Regions from separate parts of the Mus musculus genome. Here region 2 is linked to region 1. Evidence: chromatin contacts called from public Hi-C data. All regions are on one chromosome and are shown on one strand. Each heading gives the region's core, a stretch centred on a gene start, on an enhancer-like site or on the middle of the called end of the contact. The rest is flanking DNA. Distances are from core to core; before and after follow the strand shown. Region 1 has its middle 5.8 kb from the start of Ostc. Region 2 overlaps Gm36443 (a long non-coding RNA gene).

The links. A called contact is a pair of places that touch in the nucleus more often than the background predicts.
Region 2: a Hi-C map of pancreatic cancer cells shows a contact between it and region 1, with 2.5 times the contacts expected there. The contact joins two enhancer-like sites. A contact is called at or near these places in 18 of 484 Hi-C or Micro-C datasets (the 63-12 cell line, 8-cell embryo, B cells and 9 more), 3 of 115 datasets of contacts at active chromatin or transcription factors (all in embryonic stem cells) and 3 of 9 other capture datasets (adipose tissue, liver and pancreatic islet).

What each region holds. Positions count from the first base shown.
Region 1 is chr3:130,712,099-130,718,457 of GRCm38.p6, forward strand. No RefSeq gene overlaps it. Among named protein-coding and RNA genes, the nearest start is that of Ostc, 5.8 kb to the left of the region's middle. Within about 2 kb of position 3,328, at least 119 of the 459 cell types and tissues checked have an H3K27ac peak or open chromatin away from gene starts, as enhancers often do. A contact at or near this core is called in pancreatic cancer cells, where this site is marked.
Region 2 is chr3:130,795,028-130,801,119 of GRCm38.p6, forward strand. It overlaps Gm36443 (a long non-coding RNA gene), which reads right to left. Exons shown (of 3, transcript XR_376074.3): 2 at 5,028-5,205. Among named protein-coding and RNA genes, the nearest start is that of Gm36443, 5.9 kb to the right of the region's middle. Within about 2 kb of position 3,859, at least 7 of the 459 cell types and tissues checked have an H3K27ac peak or open chromatin away from gene starts, as enhancers often do. A contact at or near this core is called in pancreatic cancer cells, where this site is marked.

The sequences.
Region 1 (6,359 bases), core at 2,078-4,577:
CATGGGTGGGGTAAGTAGCAGGGATGAGTTCTCGCCTGTGTGCTGCTGGCTTCAAGGTAACCAGCGCATGACTCTCGCCCTCAACAAAGCTTTGCCCCCAGGTGCAGACCCATAAGCCTGTCCTCTTGGCACTCAGGAGGCTCAAGCAAGGAGCACCATGAGGCTGCGGTAGCTGTCATAGGAGCATAGGAGACTCACACATAATTGATGCACCTAAGTGTGATATGGAGCTAATAGGGATTAGGGCTTTTTGTTTGGTTGGTTGGTTTTGTTTATTGTGTTGTTACTATTATTGTTGTTGTTGTTGTTGTTATTAAAGGGGTTTTTTTGTTGTTGTTTGGTCAGTTTTTTTGGTAGGTTTTTTTGTTGTTGTTGTGGTGGTGGTGGTGGTGGTGGTGGTGGTGTTTTTTGTTTTTTGTTTTTTGTGGGTTTTTGTTTTTTGTTTTTTGTTTTTGTTTTTTTTTGTTTTTGTTTTTGTTTTGTTTTTTTTGAGACAGTTTTTCACTGTATAGCCCTGGCTGTCTTCTCAGTAAACCAGGCTGGTCTCAAACTCAATGCTGGGATTAAAGACATTTTCCACCACACTAGGCTTTGGGTCTTTTGGGTTGTTTGTTTGTTTGTTTGTTTTGCTTTTGGGGAGTTTTTGTTGGAGGTGGTGCTGGTTTTAGTTTGGTTTTCGTATTTTTGGAAGGCTCACTTGGTTTTGTTTATTGGTTTTTTGGGGGGGGGGTTGTTGTTTGTTTTTTGGAAGGGTCATAGACCATGTGAAGCTGTTTAAAAAAAAAAAACCACCTATAAATTCTCTTCCCAGAAAAAAAACGCCCTCATATACCCACCCAATGTAGAATAAAATTATAGGAAGTTCTCAGACCAAAGTTAAAAGAGAAGGAAGAGAGTTGCAGACGGATGCCTAGGGACTCGCCCACATGATGAGGAGGATACTACAAAGTAAATACAGAAGATCAAAGGTTCAGGCTGGGCAGGCATACATACAGAAGCGGCAGAAGAGAGTTTCCACATGTCAGATGAAGGAAAAGGAAAAGAAGCCGCAGCATTTGACAGAAGGCCAGCCCTTAGTGACCATTAGCCATTGAACGTGTCCAGTACAAAGTGTTAAAATGGCCAGAAAACAGATCTGAATCCTTACTGGCCACTCTGTGTCTATAAATATTTGGTAATTTAATTCACTAATTTCAGCAGCACAGTGACAGAAATCAAAGTACAGAACGGAAAAAAAGTGAAACTTAAAAAAAAATAATAATAATGATAGTGAATGGCTCAAGTCTTAAAATTCCAATACTTAAAAGGCGAAGACAGGCAGATCTCTGAGTTTGAGGCCAGCCTGGTCAACAGAACAAGTACACAGAGAAACTATCTAGAAAAAGGAAAATGACAATAAAATGAGGGTGAGATGGGTGTGCGTCACCTGTAATCCCAGCAACTGGAGGCTAAAACGGTGCCAAAAGCTAAAAGCTCAAAACCAGCCAGGCGTGGTGGTGCACACCTTTAATCCCAGCACTCGGGAGGCAGAGGCAGGAGGATTTCTGAGTTCGAAGCCAGCCTGGTCTACAAAGTGAGTTCCAGGACAGCCAGAGCTATACAGAGAAACCCTGTCTCGAAAAACAAAAACAAAAACCAAAAAAAAGTTCAAAGCCAGGGCTGGAGAGATGGCTCAGCAGTTAAGAGCACTGACTGCTCATCCAGAAGTCCTGAGTTCAAATCCCAGCACAAACATTTGTAATGAGATCTGGTGCCCTCTTCTGATGTGTCTGAAGACAGTGACAGTGTACTCACATTAAAAAAAAATCTTTAAAAAAATGGATTCATTCACCCATCACATATACATTACATATATGTGTAATATGTATGTGTGTATATATATATGAATAAAGAAAGTTCAAGTGGTAGCAGGAAGAGATGTCTAAGGGTGGAAAACTTGGTCATGTTTCTATAAAATTAAGGAAGATCACAGAAAAAAGACTAAAGATGCCAGGGAGAAGGAAGGGGATTAAATAGCTTAGCCTTGCCCAGGGCAATGGCTAGAGTGGGGAGTACAGCCCAGTAGAGGAAATTAAAAAAATCTTTACTAGTAACGTGACCAGGGAAGAGTATGTATGCATATATCCCCACTCCTTTAAAATTTATTATCACTTTCTAAGTTTTTACAGTGTGTGTTTACTTTCTATGTATATGAGTATTCTGTAGCTGTTTTCAGACACACCAGAAGAGGGCATCAGGTTCCATTACAGAGGCCAAAGTGGTTGCTAGGATTTGAACTCAGGACCTCTGGAAGAGCAGTCAGTGCTCTTAACCACTGAGCCAGCTTTCCAGCTCTGTGCATATGTCTTTTGCCTGGCTATATGTGTGTGCCTTGCATACCCTGGAATGGGAGTTAGAAACAGTTGTGATCTGTCAAGAATAGAGCCTAGGTCCTCTGCAGGAGCAGGTCTTGCTCCTATCCACTGATCCATATCTCCAGACCCTCCCATTTTAATTTTTGAGACGAGATAGTGCCAGATGCTTGGACTGACTGGCCTTGAATTTTTGATCTACCTGCCTTATTTTCCTATATAGCCAAGATTCCAGACATGTGCTGCCACACACACTTGACCTAGAAAAAGAAGGAAAAAAAAAAAAAAACAAAACCAGAAAAAAGCAGAGGTATTAGACAACCAACATATATGTCCGTTGTGCATAGGGGAATTATGCTGTCTTTTTTTTTTCTTTAATTTATGTTTTGTTTTGTTTTCTGAGACAGACTTTCTCTATGTAGCCCTGACTGACCTATATCTCACTCTGTAGATCAGACTGGCCTCGAACTCACAGATATCCGCCTGCCTCTGCTTCCTGAGTGCTGGGACTAAAGGTGTGCACCGCCACCCCCAGTGCCACGTCATCTTATCCAACCCATCCAATAATTCCCTGGAGTAGATGTCAAGGTCACTCCTCAGACAGAAGATTCCTAACCGTAAATATGGTCAAAATTCTGACGCTGACATGGCCAGAAACTAGCGGAAGCCTTCCGCCGTGTCTCCTGTAGATTTGAGTTCTGAGGCGCTAAAGAGAAAGAGGGCTGAGTTTCTCTACGTGTTCGAGGGTTAGATGGCCGCTGGAAGTGAACGGTGCCGCAGACTGTCAAGAGAGGAATGACTGCTACATAGCAGTGAGTTAGACTAAAATATATGCATACATGAACGCGAACATATAGACTTTTGTAGAAAAAACTATATACATTGAAATTAAATCTTTTCGGCAAAGCTGGTATAATTCAAATAACCATCTGAACTTCCCACTTGTAATTCCTTCCTGTGGCCACAGTGGGGCAGGGTTTCTCTTTTCTAGTACTCCGTCAGACGCAGTTTTTCTCTGGCCAAAAAACCGTACTTTTGATAAGTTGAGATTTGTCAGCTGTGCTCACAAGCACAGTAAAAAGGCAAACTTGTTTTTTAAAAACTTGCCTGGATGCTATGATCAAGTAAGTGCAATTAAATATAACATAAATAGAAAAGGCTGCTTCCTGGAGCGCTCCAGCATATCTTTAAAATGCAAATGGTTTATTCCTTTAAAGATGAAAGAAAAACCTCCTGAAAGCATCATTTTCAAATGAATAAAATATCAAACCCAGGATTTTTAAAAAAATGTATCTAGCTGCCTTGAAAATCATATAGATTTATAAAACTTTAAAAATGGGTCTGGCAAATTTTGGCCAACTGAATATTTTTTACAAAGAATAATTCTATTAAATTTTTAACATGATACATCTTTTAATAAATATGCAGGACCCCTTATGGTGGAAGGAGAGAGCCAACTCTCGCAAGTTGTTGTCTGATATTCATGTGTATGCTGTGGCATGCAAGTGCTCATAGGCATACATACATATACACAGACATACAATAATAAGTGTTTTTTTAGAAGTCATTAATATAAGAGATTAAAAACCTGACAGCAAATGCTATCCCTATCATCTGTTCCATCTCCCTATGCCTTAAAAAAAAATGTTACCAGTATTAATGGATTCTTTTGATTGAAGACTATCTTTTACCCCAAGGTTAGGAATAGCATCTAAAAGCACAGACTTTAATCTTTTCAAAGAATTTGAACTAAAACCCAGATTGCAATTTCACTACATATGTGAAATATGGCAGTGGCTTCAGAACTCAAAGTCCTTGCAAATGGGCAGCCGTACCACGGCCGTCCTCATCAACGGCTTTCGGGGCTGCTGGGAAATCAAAGAGCCTTCTCACCTCCAGAAATGATCTTTCCAGAGGTGAGTATGTGGAGTACATCTGAGCGGCTGCTGCTGCTGCTGGCCAAAAGCCTCGAGCAGCAACCCTGGCTCCAGGGCTGTCAGCCAGGCCTTCCAAACACAGCAAACTCTAAGCACCAACATAGAGAGAAACAAAACAAAAATACGTGGGCTGAAATGACGAAGGACCCTTGAAGGCATTGATTTGGCTGTACTTATGTGCATTGAAAAGAAAAAGAGTATGTTTTATATATATTAAATGAAATATCTAACTTTTTAAGAATGCTGTAAAATATTTCCATATGTACATTGTATCAAAGTACTTTCCCTCGAGTTCAGTTGAAAGGAAATACGCCGAACATTAGGCCCATCAGAATAGATGTCTCCAGTTGTGGTTTTCAGATGCCCTAATGCGCTTCTGCCCAGAACTAATCACATACAGCTTGGGCACGTCAACTGTGTGTGTGTGTGTGTGTGTGTGTGTGTGTGTGTGTGTGTGTGTATCCACCATTCCTCACAAAGACACAAAAAACATTTTGGATGGTATCGGCTGACTTCTTGCTTATTCCCATCCCGGTCACTTTCTTTTAATCATTCAAAGAGAACTCCTGCCCACACAAACTGAGACACGGACAGCAGAGACCACCATTTCTCCGAGATCCTCATTATCTTCTCTGTATTTATAGGTCCGATGACTGAGACAGACAGAGATGATTCAAACTCTTCCAACGATGATGAAAGTCTTTTCCGTCAAATTACACATACCCCCCATCTTTATAAAAGGACGGTCCAAGCCCCAGGTTGATGAGAATATCTTTAAATGTAGGTTTAGGGCCCAGATTTTAGAGGTTCAGGAGTCTGATATTTTTAGTTTAATTTTCAATTTTTGGTTTTTCAAGGCAGGGTTTCTCTATGTAGCCTTGGCTGTCCTGGAATTCACTCTGTAGACCAGGCTGGCCTTGAACTCAGAGATCTCCCTGTTTCTGTCTCCTGAGTGTGATGGATTAAAGGTGTATGCTACCATGCCTGGCTAGGAACCTGGTCTATTTTTAATTATGATCTTTTTTAGGTTTGTTCCTTGACAGTTTCATATGTTTATTAAAACATCTGGTCACTCTCTCCCCAAAGCGCCAGTCTCCCTCCCCGCACAGTCACCCACCTCTCCCCTAGAAGTCTCCTTTCACAGTCAGTCCTCTGGTTTTGTGTTGTGATCCACTGAGTTGAATCACAGTCTTCTATGGACCACAGGTTTGGAGCTATCCACGAGTGCCTGGTGGGCTCACCTCTAAGTATCCAGCTGAAGGCAATGACTGTCCCTCCTCCAGAATCCACCAGCAGGGAGGGACAGGGCTGCACAAGTCCTTCCAAGATTAGTGGCCAGTCTAGTCTTGTGCCAGCCTAGACAAGCTCTCATCTGCTGTGGGATCATGATTATGCCGTTTTCCCAGCCCCTCTCCCTATTCTTTCTCTTCCTATTTTCTCTCTCTCTCTTCCTCCCTCCCTTCTTTTCTCCCTCCTTTCCTCTCTCCCTCTCCCTGTCCCTCTGTCTTTCTCTCCCCGTCTCCCTCTCCCCCACCCCCCATCCCCTTTCCCATTTGTTCTCTGAGCCTTAGATAGCATGATAGAGATAGAGACATGTCTTGGCTGCAAGTTCAACCATCTCTTTCTTATTTTTTTAAGATTTTATTTATTTATTTATTTATTTATTTATTATTGTATGTAAGTACACTGTCGCTGTCTTCAGACACTCCAGAAGAGGGAGTCAGATTTCGTTACAGATGGTTGTGAGCCACCATGTGGTTGCTGGGATTTGAACTCCAGACCTTTGGAAGAGCAGTCGGGTGCTCTTACCCACTGAGCCATCTCACCAGCCCCCGTTCAACCATCTCTTAAGGAATAGTGTCCCCAGAAGTTCCCTAAGGTGATTCTCAAGTGGGAGACTGTGGACCACACGGTCAAGCTCAGAGTCTTGAGATGGAAAGGGGGAAGGTCGGGCAGGTCCTTCTTAACATGGAACCCCAATGTCTCTTTTTAAAGATTAGTTTTTCCGTGTTTTATGTGAATGAGTGTTTTGCTTACATATATACATGTACCATGAAGACCAAAAAAAGGG
Region 2 (6,092 bases), core at 2,609-5,108, 83 kb after region 1:
CAGAAAAGGAGGAAGAGAAATGGATTCCACCCTACCCCACCTTCCGGTTTGAGTTGAGATGATCTACAAATTAGCAAAACAATCCCTAAGACACTGCTTCTCCTCCTGTGGGTCCTGACCCACACAGGGTCACACACCAGATATCCTGCATATTTATTTACATCAGATATTTACACTCCATGACATAGCAAAATTACAGGTATGAAGTAGCAACAAAAATAATTTTATGGTTGGGGGTCACGACAATATGAGGAAAAGGGTCACAGCATCAGGAAGGAAGGTTGAGGACCTCTAAGAGATATGCATGAGGCGAAAGAGAAGGCTGGGCAGATTCCATGACAGACTTCAAATTGACAGTCAAGGAGACTAGGCCTAAAACCTGGGTAAGTCCAGGCATGCCTAGGGAAGTCAATTACTAATAGAAAAAAACCCAGGCTCCAGCCTTCATGCCCAGGTCATGGAATGTCCCAGCCGCCCGGCCTGAAGCAAGGACCATGGGTCAGCAGTAGTTTCCAGACTTCCTGAGCTACTTTTTCAGTAACAGTTCCCAGACCTTCCCAGCAGGTTTCCAGCCCCCACACCTCAGTAATGGGATGTCCCTAGAGACGGACCCAACAGATTTAACACAGAGGTCACCTACCCCAGAATTCCCTGATGTGCTTTAAATCAGGCCTGCAAGCTCACTTGGGCGTCTCTCTTTCTTGGTAATGGGGAGATCCCAGCATGCTGGACTTCTGCAGAATAAAACCCTCCTTGTTTACATACTATCTGAGTTCAGAATGCTATTCTTCAGCAAATCGTGGATCCTTACACTAAAACTGCTTTGTAGGTCTGAGGTGGTAGATTTTTGGCAGTATAGTCCCAGAATATTCCATACTACAGGCTGGCCTATGACAACTTTCACAAGCACCTCTTCTTTAAAAAAATGAAACGAAAACTGTCCGTCCACATTGGAATAATGACCATTCAACCTGCACCTTACAGCACACTTTCTGTTCAAAAGTTCCACCTTTCCCTTTTGATTTCTAAAGAGATACGAACAGGTACTAAACTTGGTGGGATCTGTGGGCCCTTTATTTTGTGCCTGCTGGAATGCCAGCCCTGGGGGGAAGTGGGGGGACGGGACGGGACACGGAAACAGCCCAGCAGAGTGGGTTCCACTGACACACCACACTCTGTTCTCTCCTAGCTTTTACGGCTCCTCTTTGGAGCTGGAGGGAGTTAAGATCTGCTTTGGCCTTCAACAGATGAGTACATCTTCCAATGATGTCCACCTCCAAGTCCAGTTCATGAAATTAGTAAGGATGTCCCCATCTCAACAGATGGCTAATTGTGAAGCCAGGGCTTTTGCTCGTGTGTGTAAATGAGCCTGGCTATCAGCCTGAAAGCTGTTCATTTTAGTATTTTTTTTTATTTTTACAAAAACAATCAAAACTCTAAAGTGTCTCCTGTCTGGATGGATATTACCATCCCCACCATCCAGGTGACGGGGGTTTGACACACTAAGAACCTCTCCTTGGTGGCTGCCTCTGACACATAGCCAATTGGCAGACATTGCTCCCGGGTCCCCCTCAGCGGTTTGCTCTTCTAAAACCGGAAGAAAGCACACAGGAGTCCCCCTTTGCATGCCCCAGTGACCTATGTGAGTGAATGCTGTTTTATTTCCTGTTTCTGTTAGACTATATGTGGCACTTTCCCCACTGTTTCCTCAGTCCCAATCACCCACATGTCTCAGAAGAGTGCCGGAACCCGGGTGATTACACTCTGTGGATATCGGAGCCAGTGGGCGTTGGTTTGTCAGGCGCAGGCATATTAGCAGATAACAGAGAACTGCTTAGGCACACACACTTAATTGGTTACTTTTAGTCACACACATACCTAGTTTAATGAGAATCACTCTTCAGTTGATATGAGCTAGTTTACTGACTTCTAATTCTTAGCCTTTGCTCTGTAAAAGCCAGTCTTCTTTCTGCTTTGTATGTATGGCCTTCCCCACGCCTTTCCTTCTGCCCCTAGCACCCCAGGTTCCTGCATTCCAGGCTGCCTCTGTCTCACTAGTAGCAGAGGATGGCCTTGAACTCTCTACCCTTCTGCTTCCCCCTCTCAAGTGCTGAGATTACAGCTGTGCACCACCTGGCTGAGTGCAGACTCATTCATACTTTAAGGCGGGACTTCCTAGAACTATCTTCCTATATAGTTTTCACCTAGCCATCTTCCCCGTTCTCAGGGATTTGCTAAGCACATATCATATTCGTCAATCTGATGCCAGACATTTATTCATATTTCATTAACTTTAAAATTATAATGATCCCCCATTGAGGCAGCTCACAGTTAACTGTCAGCTAGATGCTGCCCTGGGGTTGGTTGTTTTACCGGTTGGCATAATGAGGCTCTTCGAATTTCTGTCCACTGACCTCTTATGGACCATTGGAGGAAGGCCTGCAAACGATCATTGTCTGGTATCTAGTATTCTGTTGGGGGAGTGACGTCTTAGTGCTGATGTCCATGGCTTGAGAGGAAATCCCACGGCTAAAACAAGAGCTCTTTGCAGACACACTGTCCCCTCAGCACTCTGGAGGCACGGGCAGTGATGATGTACTTAACTCAGAATTGGACTCTGGGTGTCAAGTTTAGGAAATTGAACCTATTTCTTCAGATGATGTTTTCCTTTGTGTGGATGTGTAAGAGGAGTGTGCCAAATGGCTGTGGGAAAATATGTTGCTTGAACCAACCAGGGAAATGTCTAACAAAACCCCGCGCTTTGATTTTATTAAGCATCGGGTCATCCTTAGGGGCTCCCTGCCCCTTACTTTTTCTTTTAAGATTTACTTTGTTTTTCAAAGATTTTGTATGTGTGAATGTTTGTCTATCTGTGTGCCTGGTGTGTCCCTGAAGGAGGAGACCATGAAGGCACTGGATACCTTAGAACTAGAGTTCCTGCTGCTTGCGAGCAGCCATGTAAATGCTGGAAATGAAACCCAGTCCTTTGCAAGAGCAGCAAGTGCTTTTAACTGCACAGTCCTTTGCAAGAGCAGCAAGTGCTTTTAACTGCAGAACTGTCTGTCTTTCTAGCTCCTCCCTCCACTGTTCAATGGTATTGTGATGGTTTGTAGGTGCTCAGTCCTGGGAGTGGCACTATTTGGTGGTGTGGCCTTGTTGGAGTAGGTGTGGCCTTGTGGGTATGGGCTTTAAGACCCTACTCCTAGCTGCCTGGAAGCCAGTATTCTGTTAGCAGCCTGCAGATGAAGATGTAGAACTCTCAGCTCCTCCTGCACCATTCCTGCCTGGATGCTGCCATGTTCCCACCTAGATGATAATGAACTGAACCTCTGAACCTGTAAGCCTGTCCCAATTAAATGTTGTCATTTATAAGACTTCATAGCAGTAAAACCCTAACTAAGACAGGTATCTAATAGCGGTGCATATCATCATGGTGCCTAGTGCTAATCTTAAGTGCCTGCTGGTCCCTTTGTTTGGTTTTCTTTAAGTAACTATTTCTTGAATGCCTACGATGTGAGTCAAATGGTGCTAGGTGCTATAAATCAATCGGTGTGCTCTCAAACTTGATCCCAGAGAGGGATAAATACTGTGGAGAAAAAGACGTGGAATGCTTTCATGAATATATTGTAAAACAGTTCAACTCTGAGGGCCTAAAACACAATTCCTGTTCTCAGACAAAGAGAGAGAAAAGATTTAAAAAGGTGGTAGATGAAATGCCATGAACTCGTAACCATTCTAGAGGAAGTGAGTTCTAAAACTCCAATAAGAACCCGATGACTGGTCCAAGGTAGGCTGCCATGCTAAAAAGCCAGGGAACAAGTGGAAAACTGGTGACTTCTACTTATAAGCAGTTCAAGTAGCAGACGTGACTCATGAGGTGGCAGGAAATAGGCCCAGAACAGTGGTTCTCAAAGGGTTGAGGTCCCTTTGCCAAACCCCTATCTTTAAAAATATTTACATTACAATTCATAACAGCACAGTAGCAGAATTGTAGTTATTAAGTAGCGAGGAAAATAAATTCATGGTTGGGGTCACCACATCAGGAGGAGCTATATTAAAAGGGTCAAGATTAAGAACCAATGCTCTAGAAAGATTTAGGAGCTTATATATGCTATAGTGAGTCCTTCTATCATACACAGTGAGGTGATATCTATCCCAGGGCTAGGAGTGGGCGGGGTTAGACCAAGTAATACTTGTATTTCAGAAAGATCACTCTTGCTGATGATGCAGAGTGGATTCATCTTACCTCTCTTCCCTGCCCCTCGAGCAAGGACCAATCGCATCAATCAGTTAGAAGATGGAGGTGGGAGGGTTGGGAGGGGGAGGGGATCATTTATTATGATCATACAACTGTCGAAAATGTTGACTTTGGTACCCTGTGGCCCCTGCCCTGTCGCAGTCACTGCAATCATTTTTAAATGATGTCCGGTCAAGTTACTTGACTAGAAAGCAGATTAACAAATCCACTGACCGGGAGAACAACAGATCGATAAGATCGTCACGCCAATTACGTTACGTGACAGAGTCAAAAAAATCAAAGTGTTCGGTGGCCTTCCTGAGCTTCTGAGGGGCAGGAGAATTTTCATCTGAGATTTATCAAAGGTTTCTGAGAGCAAAAGAATGGTTCGAATGAAACTCAATTGATTTTGTGTTTCTGCCAGAGCTTTCTATGGGGTCATAGCCTGTCAGGTATTAAAAAAAAAAAAAACACGGAAGAAAATCGTATTTTTACTGGAGCATCCTTTCAAGGTGCAGAAGCGAGAAGGCCCTGCTCACAGAGGCTGGACTGATAAATGCTGGCCGAGTGTCTGTTTAAACAGATGCAAATGAAGTGCCAAAAGGCTCAAGTTCAAAGGAGGGACTCAGTACCTGAGAAATGGCTCTTTATGGAATTCCACTTCTTCTGAAGCAGTTAGTTAGAAATTTTTCTTTATGCAGGTGAGCCAGGCAGATAGCTCTGTGTGGGTCTCTCAGTCCACAAGGCCACAGGCCTTCTTTAGGCTTATTGAGAGAGAGGGGCTGCTCACCTGGAAGGTTCCATGTCACTGGAGTGTTAGCATCTTTCCTTTGTGCCATTCCTCATGAGTCGCTTCTAAACATTTTCTCTTCAGTGCTTTTCTGGATGTGTGGAGCAGGTGAGAGAGGGATAGCTCTGCAGGAAACCACTTAAAGAATGTAGATAATACCAATCAGTGTTGAGTCATCCTGTCAGAGAGGAAAGAGCATCCTGGTTAGTTATTTATCATACCCCGAGGCTTGGTGGAATACAACTTCCTTGATGAAGAGATAAAAGGAACTACATAAAAGCAAGGTTTAAAAAAAAATTCATTAAAAGGGAATCTACCTTTTGGCTTTAACCTTTTGGAGTTTTAAAAATTATTATTTATTGGCATTACTGAAAATTTTCATCACAAAAAGTCAGGAGTATGGTGAGGGGGAAAATGGAGCTGGAAAGGAACAGAAATGCAGAGAGATAGAGAAAACCAGGATTTGGAAATAAGAAGCGGGAGGTTGGAGAGAGGCAGAGAGGCAGAGAGAGGCAGAGAGAGGCAGAGAGAGAGGCAGAGAGAGAGGTAGAGAGAGGCAGAGAGGCAAAGAGAGGCAGAGAGAGGCAGAGAGAGAGAGGCAGAGGCAGAGGCAGAGGCAGAGGCAGAGGCAGAGGCAGAGAGAGGCAGAGAGAGGCAGAGAGAGAGAGGCAGAGGCAGAGGCAGAGGCAGAGGCAGAGGCAGAGGCAGAGGCAGAGGCAGAGGCAGAGGCAGAGGCAGAGGCAGAGGCAGAGGCAGAGGCAGAGGCAGAGGCAGAGGCAGAGGCAGAGGCAGAGGCAGAGGCAGAGGCAGAGGCAGAGGCAGAGGGAGGCAGGAGGCAGGAGGCAGTCTAAAGACATTGACTTCCCTAGAAGTGAATTTTTAATTTTCCCTGGGGAAGTAGAGGCCACTTCCCCAGAGAAGAGATACAACCTGCTCTGGGAAAGCAGTTGCTTCACTCTGTTGGAGTCACTGAGAGGAATTTGGCCCAGTTGGCCACAGAGAACTCTTAAGTGGTTCTCAACCTGTGGGTCTCGACCCCTTGGGATGCATATCAGATATCCTGCA